3 separate regions of the Mus musculus genome follow, and all the other regions are linked to region 1. A link is a contact called in public Hi-C and HiChIP or PLAC-seq data. All regions are on one chromosome and are shown on one strand. Each heading gives the region's core, a stretch centred on a gene start, on an enhancer-like site or on the middle of the called end of the contact. The rest is flanking DNA. Distances are from core to core; before and after follow the strand shown.

Region 1 (3,703 bases), core at 397-2,896:
TTTTCATTCAAATAAAAGATGGGTGTAACTTATGCTAGCAGAATCCTCCCAAAGGATTTGGTGTTGATCAGTACATGTTAGGGAAAATCTCCCAGGCTCCTAAACTGGGAGATTAGTTCAACAAATAATGACAGATCAATACTTATCTGTGATAATGTATAAAAATACTCTTATAACATGGCAAACTATTACATGTGAAGTTATAAAAATGATTGCCGAATGGCCCATAGCACGTGTTCTTCATTTACAACTAAATCCGCAGATTTATACAGAGAACGCCGATGAAAAGACCAGATTTTTTGTCTTGACAGGAGGGAGGTGGACAGACTACGTGCTTTCTTTAACAGGCCAGAGCTTTGAAGGTTTTCATCGATGAATCTTAGAAGGTGATCTTCAAATTTCAGAATATGCCGCCACATTGCTATACTTCTTTTCTTGGAAAAGATTTTAATAGAACCACAGAGAAAATAATATAAGAACTGACATATTATGCACTATACATAATAGTTATTTGCATTTTATCAATTTGTCATTTTTCTGAGAGATTTTGTAGCAAGCTGTTTCTTTAGCTTTGTATGGGTGTGTGCACCTTGTGTGCCTGCTGGTCCGAGGAGGGCACCCTTGACTTCACTCATAGCTTTTCCCTCCAAGGAACCTTGTGAGTCCTGGAACTTGCTGGCAGCCAGAATGCCCCAGTAGTCTTTCTGTCTCCACTCCTTTTAATGCCAGGGTTGTAGAAATGCGCAGGCCTGTGCCTGAGACCTGAAATCTGGTCCACACGCTTGGAAAACAAGCACTCTAAACCACAGGGTCATCTTTCCAGTCCACTTACAGTACTTGGAAATACATTTTTAGCAAGAGATTTTATGAATATAGGCATTCACTAGAACTCTATAAATAAAACTATTCTCTCATTTGAATACAGCAAATGACATTTTCCTTTTAAGAAAAATTATTCGTGCAGATGATTGAGCTAATCTTTGGTAAATACATTTTTTAAAAATATGATTCTATATTATTATTAGACAGGAGACAACAACCCACCTGAAGACCAGGTTGTATGCAGACTTACCACATATCTATCTGCAAAGTGAGAGCTCTTCTCACTTATAAAATAAAGAAATTGAGTGGAATTGCACTTAAATGAAAAAAAAAAAAAAAAAAAAACAGGTTTTCTTTGAGCACAAGAGAGGGAGAAGTAGAATTCCAAAATTAAAAAAAAAAAAAATCGATTGGAAACCTCACGCTATTGCAAGCTACACCGAGTCACAGAAATCAAGGGGACCCTGAAATTGGGTCATTTAAGATGGAGGAATCAAGTACTTTTTTTCTAATTTGTCCAATAAATAAACATACACATGACTTGTCATCTTTACTACAGTAAATCAAACTGAGCAACAAACATTTTCCTGAGACAAATGTCTGTATTAAAATTCTCCAAGACCCTTGACTGTTGCACTACTGTGATCTCTGGGCTGCATACACACACATACACACACACACACACACACACACACTCACACTTGCATTCCTCCCATTGCCAGACACTCTAGGTAGAACTTGCCAACAATCTATTCAGAGACCCTCTAGGAACACAAAAGGGGACCTCCATCTCCTCATCTACATAATAAAGCCCAGCATTCCACGCGCCTTTCCCCGCCCCTGGAGAAGCTCCTTGGGAAAAGCGATTCAGACCCAGCTTGGGATGCAGCACTGAGTGCCAGGTCAGCGTACTAACTCCAAACAAACTCCCTTCTCTCAGGGAGAAGGGCAAGCATCGCTTATTGTTCAGGTTCTGTTCTTGTTAGAGGCACTGCTTAGATAGTCTCAGCTCCAGCATGCGTCCCGATGGTAACAAAGTCACAGAAGACCTTTCCCCCTCTGCACACCCACCTGGACTCCCAAAACTGCTGAAAAGAGACTGCCCCCAATCTCACTGTAGACAAGACCCCTGATTTTCAATTCTCTGATCTGGACAAGCTTCGTCTGTGAAGAAGCCTCCGAACTCGCCTGAAGTGTTTGTAAGATGGAGTAGCTGGACCTGGGAGTCCTGGAGATGCCTTTGAAATAGGCCAAGTTTTTTAAGTGCCTTGCTTTCCTTTTCTTGGGAAGTTGATACTCCATTAGGTTTTTTTGAAAAGTCATTTTAAAAGAATAAAGAACGGCCATTCACTAATTGTCCTACCCTACTTCTTCCAGGGACTCTTTGTGTTTCCAAATATAACCTATCCTAAGTAAAAGCAAGGCAAGTAAAACTCCTCACTTGACTGAAGATCACATCCCCAGATCTGTGATTTGACTTCTAAAGACTAATCCTGCTGCCGTGGCCTTGGAGAGCAGTGTGGCTGGATACCTGATGGGCTCTGTAAAGGATGGAGTCTACCTCTGTCCCTGCGTGGAGACATGCCAATCCGATCTGTCACAAAGAACACTGTAGAGCCTTGTCTTTCCCCTTAAGAGTTAATCCAGCTGGTCCTGTCAATCAAGAGATCAAGAGACCACCCCTCAGGAAAGCTGGTTCACCTACTGTGCTACAGTGCGGCCTGCTAAGGAAATGGGAGAAATAATTATACCCTTAACAAGATCGTATTCTTTCCAGCCAGAACCCTGCCTACATGCAGTCTCCTGCATCACTCCTCCCCAACCCTGTGACACTGCAGCTTGCCCACTCCTCTAAGTTATTCAGAAAAGCCTAACTTTGTCTTTCCCTTCTTTCAGCCCCGTTTTCTTTCAGATACTGCCCAAACCTGGACATGCTTTCTTTTCTCACTCGGTCTTTCCCTTCTACCCTGCAACTGCTTGTCGGCCATGTGGCTGACTCCATTACTGAATCTGCTCGCTGACTCTCTTCTTTGTTTTAGAGGCAGGGACTTGTGTAGCTCTGGCTGAACTGGAACTCCCTCTGTAGACCAAGCTAGCCTCGAACTCACAAAGATCCACCTACCTCTACCTCCACAGTGCTAGGACTAAAAGATATGGCCTCCACACTTGGCTTTGCTTTCTTTCTTTCTTTCTTTCTGTCTGTCTGTCTGTCTGTCTGTCTGTCTGTCTTTCTTTCTTTCTCTTCTCTCCTTCCTTCCTTCCTGCCTTCCTTCCTTCCTTTCTCTCTCTATCTCTTTCTTTTTTTGGGGGGGGGTGTTTGTTTGTTTGTTTGTTTGTTTTTAGAGACAGGGTTTCTCTGCATAGCCCTGGCTGTCCTGGAACTCACTCTGTAGACCAGGCTGGCCTTGAACTCAGAAATCAGCCTGCCTTTGCCTTCCAAGTGCTGGGATCAAAGGCGTGCGCCACCATGGCCCCAGCGTCCTGGCTTTCTTTCTTAAATCGTCACTTTCTCCTGTCTCCATCTCCCTCCTCTACACAACTGCCAAGAGTTACAGCATCCCTGCACTGTTACATGTTCTCTCAAATTCTAATAATATCTAATAATTATGAGACTATAATTTTTATAGTCTCATAAAAGAGTTTAATTGGAGTTACCACATGTGATTATACTCTTTCCAGACAACCTAAGTTGCCAAATAAGAAGCCTAGGTGTAGGGTACTGAAAAACCTACAACATGAGGAGTCCCCCACGTTCTGACTCAGGCGAGGCTACATACACCCCAAATCACTCACGAGAAATGGTCTTGCTGCAAACTGCAAGAGGACTTTTTATTTCAAGAGCGCTCTCTGGCCCATAGTCATACACCACGCAGGGGTAGAG
Region 2 (3,703 bases), core at 598-3,097, 990 kb before region 1:
GTGGTGGCACACGCCTTTAATCCCAGCACATGGGAGGCAGAGGCAGGCGGATTTCTGAGTTCGAGGTCAGCCTGGTCTACAAAGTGAGTTCCAGGACAGCCAGGGCTATACAGAGAAACACTGTCTAGGAAAAAGAAAGAAAGAAAGAAAGAAAGAAAGAAAGAAAGAAAGAAAGAAAGAAAGGAAGGAAGGAAGGAAGGAAGGAAGGAAGGAAAGAAAGAAAGAAAGAGAAAGAAAAGAAAGTGAACTAGAGCTACATTAGAATTTTATTTTCTTCTAAGAGATTGTTTATTTCCTAAGAGATTACAGGTACTTTTACAAAATCAATTCTAGATAGACTTCTATGTAACATGACTCTTTATGGACATTGGGACTGGTCTGCACAAAGATCTTAGGCATATTGTTTTGTTTTTAATTTTCCTTCTTTATTTTCTATGGGAATTTTGGCTGCATGTTTGTCTGTGCACTATGTGTGTACAGTGCATTCGGAGACCAGAAGAGGATAACAGATCTCCTTGAGACTGGAGTTACAAGTAGTTGTGAGCCACCACATACACATAGGTGCTGGGAATTGAGCCCTGGTCCTCGGAAAGAGCAGTCAGTGCTCTCAGCTACTAAATTGTCTCTTGCGTGGGTACATGAGTTTTGTTTTTTGGTTTTTGGCAAAGTAATCAAAGCAAGAGAAAAAGTTAGTTAAGAGGCCTTTTCTTGTGTTTCCATTGGCCTTGAGAATGAGAGCTAGAGAATGGGTTTGTCTTTTTATAAATTGTTTGCTCAAGTTTCAGTGTCCTTCCATGGGCAGAGTCCCTCAGGACATCCTGAAGGTTGCATCTGGTGCACTACATAGTCTCTTTGTTGCCAAAACACTGGGTGGTCTGTATGGTCCCTAGGCGATAGCACAGTCCTGCATGTTTGTAGTGTTGCTCTACTCCGTTTTTTTGTTTTTTGTTTTTTCCTCCACCCATAAACTTTGCTGTAAAACTGAGTTCACTAAATCTTGCTAATTTTAATTTATTTTTAAGACAAGGTTGTTGTGGGAAATATTAAAAGATGAACCTGCCAACTCTCCGGCCCCTCCAAGCCATGTTCCCACTCTAGTGAACACTTAAGTCCTGGAGGAAACCCGCTGGTTTTGCCCCACATGCCAATAACCAAATAGATCCACCATTCTCATGGTTTGATAACACAATACCCAGTAACCCGGTAAAAACAAGACTCAATGCTTATAGTTAACCAGTCAGATTTATATATCAGTAAATTCTCAATACACAAGATGCCAATATAATAATCTCAGGCCCAATTGATAATGATAAAAGCTGCCCACCTAGACAAGACAAATTATCCCAATATTCTAACCTTTATGATAGCATAACAACCTGTGGCTGGTCATAGCCATGCTGATTCTTCCACCATCTTCCTTTTCCCCCTTCCCCGAGATGCACTCTGTCCTCCACTCGTAGCTCTGCCTCCTTTTCCCTATCCAATCACAGGTCTCCTCTGCACTAATGTAATTGGACAGGGAAAATCCTGCAACACAAGGTCTTAGGTTCTGTTGCTGTACAGAGACAATACGACCAAAGCAATGCTTACAAAGGAAGGCATTTAATTGGGAGTTTGCCTGGTTTCAGGAGGTTAGTCCGTAACATCGTGGTAGGAGGAAGTGTTGGAGCAGGCAGGCATGGGGCTGAGAGCTTATATCCTGAGCTACAGGCAGGTGGAGGAAAACGTCCTGGTCTGGGTTTCTGAAACCTCAAAGCCCTCCCCAAGTAACACACCATCTCCAGTAAGGCCATGCTTCCTAATCCTTCCCAAACAGTACCACTAATTGGTGATTTCTTCAGCTCTATGAGTCTCTGGGGCCCATTCTCATTCAGATCACCACATTCCACTCCCTGGCCTCCATAGGCTTGCCTGTGGCTGTGTCAATGCAAAATGCATTCAGTCCAACTTCAAGTCCCCATAGTCTGTCACAGCCTCAACAAGGCAATCTTCCTTCTAATTATAACCCCCTGTAAAATCAGACTCAGAAAGCAGATTACATACTTCCAGCATACACACAGAATATACATTATCATTCCAAGAGGGAGGAAAGGGAACATAGTGAGGAAATAATTGGGCAAAGCAAGAACAAAGCCCAGTCAAGCAAATGCCAATTCATTAACCCCATATCTGGTGTTAAGGTGCTTATTAGATGGCTTTTCCCTTCCAGCTTTCCTGATGGTGTATAACATACTTCTCTTGGGTTGGTTGGTTCCACACCCTGTCTGCAGCTCTCCTTTGCAGGTATCCCACAACTCTGGCATCTCTCAGCATCCTGAGCTTCCAACACAATCCAACACAATAGCTTCATCTTCACATCTTCACGCAGTGAAGTCCCTCCCTCCATAAAGGAGCTCCCCTGCCACATGCCTGGCTTCAGTGTCTTTCAACCACAAAGTAAGATTCCACAACTTTCCTCCTGTATTCTTAAATCCAGAAACAGTGTGGCCAAAGCTGCCAAGTTCTGCTGCATGCGTGGAGCATGGCCCCCTCTGAGACTCGGGTTCGCATAAGCTCTGATGTGTTGGTAGTTCCCTTTGCTGCGTAAGCTTCACTTCCCACAGTTTGGAAGCCTAGCTGGATGGGGTCTTGCCCTGAGGTCACCACTCTCAATCCGTATTCCAGTTCTCCTGTTTTCTCGTCGGACTCCACGTGGAACTGCAGAGGAGCAGAGGAGTGATCGCTAGTAACCATGGGACACAGGGAGTGTTACTAGGCTGCCCTAAATGTTCCTCCGCCAGTGATAGTAATCCAACACTTGTCACTTGGGCCTCAGACAGACTCATTCTTTATCAAACATCACAAGGATGGTTTGTGGCCAAGCTGCTAATAATAATATTGCTTCCTAAAGGTGATTGTAGCTCATGTCTTTAGTCCTAGCACTTAGGAGGCAAAGGCAGGCAGATCTCTGAGTTCAAGGACAGCCCGGGCTACACAGAAAGACCCCGTCTCAGAAAACCTAATATATATATTTTAATATTTAATATATATATAAAAAATCCTTATATATATATATATATATATATATATTTCTTTTCCTCTGAAACCTCTTGAGCTGGACCTACATAGTTTATGTTCCCTTGGCTGTACTGACTCCCTAGGTCCTACTAGGATGCTCTTTAAGCCCCACCTACTTTATTTAAAGCAAAGTATAGATCACAATGCACATACATGACAAAGTACTTTGCTCCCCAAGTATTTGGGGCTTCCTTCTCTGGGCTCAAGAAAAGTTTGGTTGTCACGACATAGTTAGGATGGCTTTCTACCTTAACAGATTAAGTCATGACTTTATTATGCTTGTCCCTTCCCATAATGTACCTAATTTAAACCCTGAGTGCCCAATTACACAACGGTGTCTAATGGTAAATGAGATTCTCCCTGAACATTCACAGCCTGCCTTACTGTCCAAGCCAACTCAGGTCAGATTGGCCCTCAGACCCAAATATATTGGGTATATGCTTAGATGTAATGTATCTAAGCTCAGTGGGGGAATGTAGAGCTTGATGTAGGTGTGTGGAGGTCTTAGTTTGCTAAGAGGTTGATACATTGGAATGGGATGAGTGAACATAGTACGTGCAGATAGAGGTTCACTCTGTCACGTGCATTGTTAGAAGAATGGTATGTGCATAGCCCAAGCCAAGTGGAGCCCCAGTTGCTAAACTAT
Region 3 (3,703 bases), core at 439-2,938, 740 kb before region 1:
TCTCTCTGCCTTTACTCCCTCCCCAACTCCCCTTCTCATACCCAAATAAACTCCGTGCCTTACTATATCTATTGTATGGCTGGTATCTCAAGGGGAAGGGATGCCTTAGCATGGGCCCGCAGAGCCACCCCCTTCCACCTCACCACACTGCATCACTACTAAACATATCCTGGTTCTGTTTTTCTTTTTATTGATAAAACACTACAATCTCTATGTACCTTGACCTCGCTATTGCAGCCTGACTGGCTGTTGCTAAGAGGAGTGGGTTGCCATAGGGTGCTTGCTCAGGACTCTGTGATTTCTTCCTGGATTTGGAGTTTAGTCCCTTGTCTTGCACAAAATTGAGTTTCTTCAAAAACAGAGTTGGTTGGGCTTTACGATACTATAATTATAAAAATTGCCAGGTAGTGGTGCCACACGCCTTTAATCCCAGAACACGGGAGGAAGACTCAGGCAGATCTCTGTGAATTTGAGGCCAGTCTGATCTACAGACTGAATTCCAGAACAGCCCGGGCTATGAAAAGAAACTCTATCTCAAAAACAAAACAAAACAAAAATAAAACAATTATTTTGTAGTGGTGGGAATAGAAAGCAAGGTTTTGGGCGCAGTAGGTAAGCACTCTGTACTGACACATCCCTTGCCCTGTGCTAAAACAATAATTGCTGTGGTTTATAAAATAGAGAAGGAGTATGTTTGGTGGAGGTGCAGTCAGGTGTGAGGGAAGCAGGTGCCTATGCTGGCCCATGCTGAAGCATTCCTTCCCCTGAGGGACCAGCCACACAGTGGTATAGTATAGAATAGTGTTTATTCAGGGCATGGGGAGGGATGTTGAGAGGGTAGTAGAGGCAGAGAAAGGCAGAGAGAGAGAGAGAGAGAGAGAGAGGGAGAGGGAGAGAGAGAGAGAGAGGAAGAGAAGAGAAGAGAAGAGGACCAGGTGGGGAAGGATGGGAAGGGGAATGGAGAGAGGGGGGAGGGGAATGGAGAGAGGGGGAGGGGAATGGAGAGGGGGGGGAGGGGAATGGAGAGAGAGGGGGAGGGGAATGGAGAGAGAGGGGGAGGGGAATGGAGAGAGAGGGGTTAAGGGGCAAGAGGACAGACAGAGCAAGAGCAGAAAACAATAGAGAGAGGAGGGGGGAAGCAGCCCCTTTTTTAGTGAGTCAGGCACACCTCATTGTTGTCAGGTAACTGTGGGGCAGAGCCTAGGCAAATGCCAACAACAATAATAAACAAAAACAACAATAAAAGAGAATGAGAATTCATAACAGGATTATGTGTCTGTCTCTTGGGAGACCAGCTGTGTTGTGCAGGGAGGTAGGGGTGGGGGTTTCGAGCCCTGCTTTATCATCTGGCTCTCGTGGTCTCACTTGCTGATTGAGTGTCATTTGCTCATCTCTGGGCTACCCCACAGCTTCCCCACGATACCTAACCTCTTGCCCTCCGCTGGCTGCGGTGTGTGCCTCTCTCTGCCACCCAGCTGCTTGGTCACAGCTAGAAGCAAAGGTGCCAGGACCTTGACGTATGCGTTGGTCCTCAGCAGTGGGTAGACACTAGGGCATCCGGGAGCAAGTTCCATTCCGAGAGGGATGCAGTTCAGTGAGATTTTCCTTCCGCTGCAGCAGTGGAAACTTGGGAGGCAGCAGCGGTTCTTCAGGTGCAAAGACAGCCCTGGGCGAAAGCTCTCCAGCCCAGAGGGGGGCCTCACACCTAGCTTGTCATCCTCCGGCCTCCTCCTCTCCTCCCCACTCCCTCGCTCTTACCTCGGGTTGCCAACTAGTTAGCACTTCTGCGGAACAGAAGGGGCCTAGCTCCTCATTCCCACCTCTCAGAGTCTCGTCTGCTCAGGATGCCGTGGGGGTGGGGGTGGGAAACTCTACAGGATTCCCCTGTTCTGAGAAAGTCCTCCAAACTGGCTGTAAACACCTAGAAACAACTGGGATAAAGATTTCCGCCCCTTTTCTGTTTTTCTTGTAAGTGAAGTTTTACAAAACTCTTTTCCCCTAGCAGTGCAGTGTCACTAGTTCTCGCTACTCCTCATTTTGAATTACTTTTACAACAAAGGTTAGAAATCCTCAAAGAAGTGTTTTCAGGCTTGAGAAAACAAAGGTTTAAAAATCAAAGGGCTGAGGTGCCTAGTTAACATAACAAAGCAGACCTGGCCTTCAGCTTCTCCCAGCTTCAGTTCCTCACCTGGGGCCCTCTGACCTAAACTTTCCAGTCGAGGGGCAGGCCTTCCTCTCCAGGGACTTTTCGTTCTCTCCCTCCCTCCCTCCCTCCCTCCCTCCCTCCCTCTCTCTCTCTCTCTCTCTCTCTCTCTCTCTCTCTCCATATTCCTTCTCCCTGCATTCACGTGCTATTTCTCTCCCCCCCTCCCCTCTGACTCTCTACTCATGGTGACTTCCCTGGCCTTGATCCTTGGGACCAGTGAAGCCACCCAAGGGTGGCTTTTTGTTTTTGTTTTTTAAGAACATAATTTTAATATTCAACAACCCGGATAATTATTTTAAGATATATTTCATTGTTATGTCTCCCTTTTCATTTCTGATTTTATTAATTTGGATACTGTTGCAGTGCCCTCTGGTTAGTCTGGCTAAGGGTTTATCTATCTTGTTGATTTTCTCCAAGAACCAGCTCCTGGTTTTGGTGATTCTTTGTGTAATTCTTTTTGTTTCTATTTGGCTGATTTCAGCCCCTAGTTTGATTATTTCCTGCCTTCTACTCCTCTTGGGTGAATTTGCTTTTTTTTTGTTCTAGAGCTTTCAAGGCGTGCTGAGCTATCCCTCCAGCTTGATGGAGTCTGTCTTAACAGAACAGGGCACTTCACAGCTCTCTCTTTCTACCACCTAGTCATCTAATTTGTTTTACAAAAATGAATTTATATCACGGAGTCGGCTTTTCTTATCTATCAAGAGGTCATGGGTACTCTTCTGTATTAGTAGGTATGTGGTATTCTGTTGTTTGATTTCTCAAATGGCTCCTAGCTTCAAATACTAAAGCACTGTGCCTTTTCTCACCATTACAAGTGCCATCATTGCCAACATTCAGAATCCTTGTGTGCTTTCCCTGCAACGGCCATGGAAGTAAGCTAGTGCTACATCTACTCCAGTAGTGACTCGCATGACAGGCCTAGAAGCCCGGAAGCAGTCCCAAGGCAGAGTTTCACGGAAACTTAGGCTCCTTGAACCTTGGCATTCCCAAGGTCCGGCTGCAGCAAGATAGTGTTATAAGAGATTATGGCTCAAAAGAGAATGCATTTTTGGTTTTTAACGATCTTTTCCAGAGTGCCGTGAAGAAACCTGTTAAAGTATGTATTTTACTAATAGTGCACACACACACACACAAACAGACACACAGACACACACACATACAAACACACACACGCATACACATATTCACACATACACATGCACATACACACACATACACACAGAGATGCATACAAACAGACAGACAGACAGACAGACAGACAGACACACACACACACACACACACACACACACACACTGCTCATTTAATCTGATGGTGGCCATGGATGTGGCTCAGTCAGTGAGGTATGTACGCTGTGTGTGTGAGGACTGGAGTCTGGTCCCTAGAAGCCTTGTAAAGAGCAGATATGATGGTCCCTGATCTCAGGAGATGGAGATGGCTCTGGGGTTAAAACTCTCCCCCCCCCCCCCGCCCCCAATTGGAAAGTGCTGTATGTTC

What was found. A called contact is a pair of places that touch in the nucleus more often than the background predicts. HiChIP or PLAC-seq counts read pairs in DNA pulled down with a chosen protein or histone mark.
Region 2: an H3K27ac HiChIP or PLAC-seq map of embryonic stem cells shows a contact between it and region 1, with 6 times the contacts expected there. The contact joins two enhancer-like sites. A contact is called at or near these places in 1 of 115 datasets of contacts at active chromatin or transcription factors (embryonic stem cells) and 1 of 9 other capture datasets (embryonic stem cells).
Region 3: a contact with region 1 is called in a Hi-C map of embryonic stem cells, with 6 times the contacts expected there. The contact joins two enhancer-like sites.

The regions. Positions count from the first base shown.
Region 1 is chr11:19,072,279-19,075,981 of GRCm38.p6, reverse strand. 4933406G16Rik (RIKEN cDNA 4933406G16 gene) reads right to left here. Exons shown (of 5, transcript NR_046037.1): 4 at 2,354-2,475; 5 at 242-434. Among named protein-coding and RNA genes, the nearest start is that of 4933406G16Rik, 8.9 kb to the right of the region's middle. Within about 2 kb of position 1,646, at least 36 of the 459 cell types and tissues checked have an H3K27ac peak or open chromatin away from gene starts, as enhancers often do. A contact at or near this core is called in embryonic stem cells, where this site is marked.
Region 2 is chr11:20,058,070-20,061,772 of GRCm38.p6, reverse strand. No RefSeq gene overlaps it. Among named protein-coding and RNA genes, the nearest start is that of Gm32080, 20 kb to the right of the region's middle. Within about 2 kb of position 1,847, at least 3 of the 459 cell types and tissues checked have an H3K27ac peak or open chromatin away from gene starts, as enhancers often do. A contact at or near this core is called in embryonic stem cells, where this site is marked.
Region 3 is chr11:19,809,931-19,813,633 of GRCm38.p6, reverse strand. No RefSeq gene overlaps it. Among named protein-coding and RNA genes, the nearest start is that of Gm39602, 69 kb to the right of the region's middle. Within about 2 kb of position 1,688, at least 32 of the 459 cell types and tissues checked have an H3K27ac peak or open chromatin away from gene starts, as enhancers often do. A contact at or near this core is called in embryonic stem cells, where this site is marked.